2 separate regions of the Dromaius novaehollandiae genome follow, and region 2 is linked to region 1. A link is a contact called in public Hi-C data. All regions are on one chromosome and are shown on one strand. Each heading gives the region's core, a stretch centred on a gene start, on an enhancer-like site or on the middle of the called end of the contact. The rest is flanking DNA. Distances are from core to core; before and after follow the strand shown.

The links. A called contact is a pair of places that touch in the nucleus more often than the background predicts.
Region 2: a Hi-C map of ovary shows a contact between it and region 1, with 5 times the contacts expected there. The contact joins two enhancer-like sites. A contact is called at or near these places in 2 of 4 Hi-C or Micro-C datasets (brain and ovary).

Annotation. Positions count from the first base shown.
Region 1 is chr1:204,410,532-204,414,629 of bDroNov1.hap1, forward strand. No RefSeq gene overlaps it. Among named protein-coding and RNA genes, the nearest start is that of PGR, 80 kb to the right of the region's middle. Within about 2 kb of position 1,805, at least 2 of the 2 cell types and tissues checked have open chromatin away from gene starts, as enhancers often do.
Region 2 is chr1:204,727,876-204,731,661 of bDroNov1.hap1, forward strand. No RefSeq gene overlaps it. Among named protein-coding and RNA genes, the nearest start is that of ARHGAP42, 24 kb to the left of the region's middle. Within about 2 kb of position 2,291, at least 2 of the 2 cell types and tissues checked have open chromatin away from gene starts, as enhancers often do.

The sequences.
Region 1 (4,098 bases), core at 555-3,054:
CGATGTAACCTAGGAACATATATGGTTTCCGCAATAACTTTTTTCCAGTTTATGGGAATTACGTTCTCTATTGTTAGGCTCTCTAACACTTTCTACTTCATTGCTACTAAAGCCTATCTTCTGCTAAGCCCATCCCCATAAATGTCACAACTGGGTACATAAATACATGAAATATTGTTCTATTTCCAATTAAGCAAATATTTTAACAATTTTATATTCCTGAATGCATTTCTATGTTCCTCCATCTATTCTTTTCCTAAGTAAGAATGAAATTGAATAACAATAATTTCCCACAGCAGTGCCTTGTCCCTGCCAACATAAATTCGTTATATCATGGCCAGAGGCCTAAATTAACAAGTCCGGTTAGGAAATAGATGTATTCATTGGGTAATGATTATAGTATAACATATTTATCTTTGTGCAGTACATTTATCAGGGTCATGGCTAATTATACTAGGTGCATCAGCTCTCCAGAAATCTTGCTAAAAAAAGGGGAAAAAAAGTTTGTCTGAGTAAACTCAGTTCTGGAAACCTGAACTAATGTCCTCATTCTTTTTTATAGTTATTTAGTGTAAAAAGGACTTAAGAGAAGAAGCCCAGGAATGCCACTGTACTACAAAGGGCCCCATACCACAGACTAATTTTCAAGGGGCGTTTCTTTAGATGCTGGGAGCACCCAGAACTGTGAGGACCCCAAAGCACTTTCTTTGGGTTGCTTATCCTCAGCTCTGACATTGCAAACCCTATAAAAATCAAACTTCATAGCCACATTTGTATTTTACTTGCACTCTTTGGCTGTAACAGCAGTGCTTACAGTGGAACAACCTGGATGGGCATCAGTGTTAACACAACAAATCAGTCACTGATGGACTGATGGGTCTCTCTGTGTCCCTCAAACCATGAGCTCTCTTCCTGGGACCAGGCGTCCGAGTGCGCAAGTAGCCTGCCTTCCAAGCATGAACACAAGCCATAATTCAAGTTCAAACCTGCCTCTCGTTCAGATTATCTGGATGCAGGTCAGGCACACATACCTTCGAAGTAGGCTGAAGAATGTTTCTAGCTGAAGTGTGTAGCGACCTGACGTAGGAACACTGTTTGCTTGGCTTGAGTTCACTGTTACAGTGCTCACAATGCCTTTATTTGACTCTACATGGCTCAAGGCAGATGAATTGGACAAAAAGCCTCAAAGTCAGGTACAACAAGGTTTAATTAGTGACACAGATGTAAGGACTGTAGACATCTAAGGCCAGCAATAATGAACAGAATGTGCCAATGCACATGCTTTCAGTGATATGTGTCAATGATACAATCATGTTACCCAGGAAAAACATCCATCAAAAAAAAAAAAAAAAAAAATGCAGTGTTGAATGGAACTAACATCTCAGGGAGATCTCTCAGGCACACAGTGACTGAATGATCAAACTGCAGAAAATCACAAAGAAAAACTTCAGTTGCAACAAGTATTCTGACAAAATTTATTTTGAGCTGTTTATGTGTCATCTGCAGTATAAACTGAACCTTCCATTTGCATGACTTCTTAAACAAAAAAGCAAAGTTTGACACTATAGAAGCTACTTCCTAGTGTTTAGTTAAAAGGTAGATCTAAGTTCCAGGTAAATTGCAAGTGCAAAGTAAGCCAAAGCTTTGTTTGAGTCTGTATCAATATGCAAACGTTTTAAAAATAAAAGTGGCAAAAAAGTTTAGTGAATTAAATACCTGCAATTTTAAAGGAATATGCAAGAACAAAATCCACCACACTGTGGCAGTAATTCCCCATTATTGCTTAAAAAGTAAGCAGTAGGCTAACTGTACATAATCCTTTCAAACATCTGAAATCTGATCTCACTGACCAGTGATTGCAACACATAGTCACACACCGGCACACACATACACACACATACACATACACCACACACACACAACACACACACACACATATAAATAAATAAATAAAAATATACCTGTGCATATATATAATACATATATATATGTCATATGTGTGTGTGTGTGTGTGTGTGTGTGTGTGTACGTGTATACATACAAGACATACTCAGAAGCACACACAACACATGCCCAGAAGTACACATCTTTAAAAATCTTAGGAGTGAAACTAGGAACAGGAAAAGTTGAAGACAGCAATATGTCAATAAGGCACAACACTCTCAACAAAAAATAACTATTGTTATAACATTATATTAATTAAATTTCATACAATCACAAGATGGCTGAGGTGAGAAGGGACCTCTGGAGATTGTCTAATCCAACCCCCTGCCCCAGCAGGATCAGCTAGAGCAGGTTGCTCAGGGTTGTGTCCAGTTGGGTTCTGAATATGCCCAAGGATGGAGACTCCACAACCTCTCTGGGCAACCTGTTCCAGGTTTCAACCATCTTCACAGGAAGAAAGTTTTTTCTTGTGTTCAGATGAAACATCCTCTTGAGCCTTCTCCAGGCTGAACAGTCATATGAGAGATGCTCCAGCCCCTTCAATTATTTTTGTGGCCCTATGCTGGACTCACTACAGTAGCTCCATGTCTCTCTTGCACTGGAGAGCCCGGCACTGGACCCAGCACTACAGGTGTGGTCTCACCAGGAGTTAGCAGAGGGGGAGGATCACCTCCCTTGACCTGCTGGCAATGCTCTGTCTAATGCAGTCCAGGAGGCTCTTGGCCTTCTTTGCCACAAGGGCACGTTTCTGGCTCGTGGTCAACTGTTGCCCACCAGCAACCCCAGGGCCTTCTTTGCAAAGCTGCTTTCCAGATGGTCAGCCCCCAGCCTGTCCTGGTGTATGGGGTTATTGCTTCCCATGTGCAGGACCTGGCATTTTCCTTTTTTGACCTTCGTGAGATTCCTGTTGAGGAATTTCTCTATCCTGTTGATGTCCCTGTGAATGGCAGCACAACCCTCTGGTGTAATAACCGCTCCTCCCAGCAAACATGCTGAGAGGGCACAGAGTCCCATCATTCAGGTCATCAGTGAAGATGTTAGAGAGTATCGGCCCCAGTATCGGCCCCGGGGGACACCACTAGCATCCCCAGATGGATTTCACACCACTGATCACAACCCTCTGAGCCTGACAGTTCAGGCAATTTTCAGTCCACCTCACTGACCATTTATCTAGTCCATTATTTAAGAGACATTGCTATATTCAAATTTTTTTTTGAGAAATTCAATATCCAGAAAACTGAATCTCTTTGTCAGACAGTTAATTTCCAAATGAGAAAGGAGAATTTCCAGAAGTTTCTAAGTTACTTTTAGCCAGCTGACTTCCAGAGTCAGTGTATAAGTGAAACCAATATTGTGGAATAACATTATTAATAACTTGTAAGCAAACAAGTCTATTGTCAAAGTCTACCTCGGATATCAGTTACACATAGAGGATGAATTTTAAGTTGTTTGGTAATATAATCCTTGTTCTAGTCAGAATCAAAGATGATGAACACAACGTCAATGTAAAAGTTTTAAATTTAACCACAAATCATAATCAAGATCGCCTCTCAGGCATTACAGTTTGACAATACTGCTGGTGTACAAAATTTCTACTGAAAAACATACCAGTCTGTAAGCCAGGAATCAATCCAATGGCAACAGAATAGTAAAATGTTTGTAACAGTTAAAGATGGACCTCCTATGTGAGACCTACAGCTGAGTAGCTATTAGTAACATGGACAGCAAAGATGAAATTCTCATTTTCCTGCTAAAAAAGATAGAACTCCTTACCCGATGAGAAAATACTGGATTTCCTTTAGCTAACAGGAGTAGCATTATGTAGATATGACTAAAAATAGAAGAGCTTTGATTTCATACACACATATATATAACTGATTAAACTCTACTTAAAATCATTTCTACAGCAAAAGTCTGGGATGAAAAAGGTAAGCATATATTTTAAGAAGATTCTTTGCATTCATATGAAATTCTAAAGACATTCTACAAAAACTCAGAATTATATCAGGTTCTTTGGATCTGAGAACCAGCTGAGTAATAATGAATCCTGTATGGATCTTATGAACTACATTCAGATATTGAAGAGCAAACATAGCGACAAAACTGGGCACATAAATACACGTTCCTTTCAAGTTTTAAGTCTGAGAAATTACA
Region 2 (3,786 bases), core at 1,041-3,540, 320 kb after region 1:
TCAGTGCTGGGGTAAGGAGCAGGTGTAAACTCTTCACCACACTTGCCAACCACTAAAGCAAGTATTAAGCACAATTCCAGATGGCAGATAAGAGGAAATAAATCAGTGCATATTACCATTACTTCTCTTATGTATCATTGCTGAAAAACTTGAGTGAGAGGGAGCCAGGGTATCAGTACAAGCTACAGTTTTCAGCAATAGGAGACTAAGATAAACTTCAGTTTAGCTCTTAAAATGTTTTCATTTATAAACTAGAAGTGTAATTGGCTGGTGCATATTCTAAAGACACTAAAGTCAAACAACCTATCCTTATATTTGCAAGAGCTCCTGGTGATTGTGTAGCCTTCTTTTCAGTACCAGATTTTTCCATGATATAAATGTCAGTGCCTTGAGCACACTAATACACCTTAATTGCCCTGACCAGCCTCACCTGGGACTTCCACCCACGCCCTCTGCCCCTTGGTCTAGGAGCTGCTTTTCAGCTCAGGCTTGGGCAATCAGCCCTTGCCTGAGCTGTGCCATAGGTGTATCTGTCTGCTGTGGTGCTTCTGGCCTTGTCTTCTTGATAGACTCAGATCTGTCTTGTAGGTTGGTTGTCTCCGGTGCTGTCTTCTGGTGGACCTCAAGCCTATGTAATCTTCTCTACCCTCATATCTCTGGCCCTGCTTCCTGCTGCTTCTGAGTGGGCAACCTGCATGGCCTATGGGCTCGACTGACCTTGTCTGGGGCTGCCGGTGTTACCAGCACCCTGCTTTACCCACCCTGCTGAGGTGCTGCAGGCCTGTGCCTGGTGGGTGATGGCACTGACCATGCCATCGCCAGCCCTGGCTCCCGACTCACCCTCCCTCATGGAGCAGCCCTGTAGCAGCGAGGGGGTGGGTGCAGCTCCTGCTGTGGCCTTGCTGCCACTAGCTCCAAGGCAAACGCAGCACAGCCGGGGTGGGCAGGAGAGCAGGACTATCCCTTTCGCTGGCAGCCTGTCATTAAGCTGCTTTGGGTGTGTTGTGAGTTTACACCTGAGGTGTCTTTCTGCTATCACAATCATTTTTCTAGGACTTAGCTTCTGAAAACCAGTTTTTTATCCAGTGCTTTGAACTTCATGGTCTCTTTTCACTTGAAGTAACTGAAAATCCATATCTAGTTTCCTGTGCTGGTGATTTAAGTGCACAGTGGAGTCATAGTTTTAAAATGTTGGCTAATCTTTAGGTGGAGTTTGAAGGTGACCTTAAGCAGGTTCCTCATTTAGCCAGATCACCCTGAGAGTGAAGCCTGATCCCCACCAGATCAGGCACGTATACTTAATACCTTTGAGTAGCCATTTGCACTCTTCCTTCTGTCATTATCATTATAGTTTTCTTTTCATTAGATCAGTATCACTCTACTCAGTTGACTGGGAATTTCCCCCAGGAATATGCCTTGCCAAAAGCAATATTATTTCAGGACAGATTTGCATGAGAACAGGTTTTTCAGGTTCTCAGTGGTAAGCTATATGGAAATATGTAGTTTGGAAAACTTGTTTTTTTTTTTTTTTTTTTTTAAAGGAAAATCCAGCAAGGTCATAAACTCTTTTATATAAATGTGTATATATATATATGCATACACACACACACACACACACACATATATATATATATATACAGACACACACACATATACATATATATCTGCTTTCACTCCGCAAAACAATTGCCAGCCAGCAGTGCAACTAAGGATTATGGCTAGCATATGGCACGTATTATTCTAGAGCCTTTTATCTCCTCAGGGGAAAATGGCACATCTATTTTTAAATGGTTGTTTAAATTACCAGTGTGATGAAAGCTTGAAATATTTTCTTCTTTTACTTCCATAAAGTAGAAAAAAGGACCACTTTATTGAAATTATGGAGGTTCACAACTTACTCTAATGCTGTTCTTCCCCAAAATAATACTTTGCTACAGATCCAAGTGTGGGAATTTGTGTTTAACAAAATACAGAAATACAGTTTAAACTGTGAATGATGCTGAATACATGCTTCTGACAGGGTGGCTTGTCATGCAGTGGAAGATGACAGCCACATTAAAGTAGGTCATACTATAGTTTCAAAGTTTTGTTAGAAGGCTAAAGAAGTGATGTTATGGATGCCTTCTTCCACATCTAAATCTTATCCCAGGGCCAGCTAGGCAGCATCCTCATGCACTATTGCTTTGCTGTTGGAGTCCCTCCCCTGTTCTCACTCTGAGTCTGTGGAAACTCCTGTAAAAAGCTCTGTCATTCAGTCTTGGAACAAACTAAAATGCTGTAACCTGAGGAAACCCTTAATTAGGGCACAGCTGTGGCTGACTCTGCTCAGTCTGTGTCAGCAACCCACTTACAGCCTGGGACTCCCAACAGCGTGCATGCACTTACACAAGCACCCTTAGCATAACTATAAGCTCAAATGAAGGCATGTAACTGAATATCCACATTCAAAAAGCCCAGCTAATGTAATTGGGCATGCAATTGTGCAAGCAGATTTGGGTGTACACTTTTTAACACCAGGCTAGTAAGGCTGTATTTTTAGCAGTTGTTTTCATTTGTGCTTACTTGTATTGAATATTGTATTTATCCCATTCAGATTTGCAGCTCACTTTGAAGAACCACATCTGAAACTCGCATGACAATATGAAGAGGTATATCTTTTAAGATAGGATGAGCATCTCGTTTGGTTTTAATCAGCCAATTTGCAAAAACAGATTTAACCTGATATAAATAATCTCATAATTGAAGTAAAGGACATGCAATTAAATGGTTAATAATGCTGAAATAGGCCTTCTGCTCATTAAAATAAAATCTTGCAATGATTGACTTCTATGCAGATAATTTTCCCCCCTACTTAAGGGGAATTATATATTAAGTTTTAATGTGCCTATGCATTTAACTGCCTAAATGTCATTTTTACAGTGGTTCAGTGGTATACGCACAATAAACAATTTTGTAAAACAAATTTGAAAACAGAGCACTTACTCAAATAAATGTTGCATGTGACATTTTACTTAAATATTAGGGATATGATATTTACATTGAAATCTTCAGAGTTTATGCTAAAATATTTATTAAGCTTCAAACATAGATTCCTCTAATATAAGCAAATTACTATTTGTGATAGAAATGCTAGTCTTTTTTAGTTTTGTATGCACATAATTCAGTCCTGAAATGCCCTCTACTGGTCATAGTCAGAAGGCAGTCAGGAAAGCAAAGATATTTCAGGGTAGGAAAACAGATGTGATAATATGAGTTATATCATCCAGCACAGTTTCTGATTTTTGAAGGAATATATTTATCAAAAAGTATCTAAAATTTATGATTGTCTAATATGAAACAGTTTAAAAGGAGAATCTAATTAGCACCAGATAGACTTTACAGGGGATGTTTCTAAACAAAACTTTTTTTGGTACTAGAATTAAAACACTTTTACTTGACATGACCTGTTCTTTCCTCACTCCAAGTCACACACGGAATTATGTTACTGAAGCTAACTGGACTGGAAAAAATGATGAGTTGCAGCATATTGATATTCTAAAATTGTGGAGTGAGCAGAAGCCAAATGTGTAACATAAACAAGGACAAAGTTGTAGCTAGCAGAGAGTAAAGAGGATCACTACTGGTGCCTGCTGATCAGTCAGTGTTGCCTTCCCTTCCCTATTATAGTATGTTCCTAGGATCCTTGAAGTAGAAGAGGGGATCTGCATTGCTTTGATGGATGGGCCCAGAGAGCAGAAGATGTTAATGTGATCGGGTCAGTGTACAATAGTAGACAACTAAGTGTAG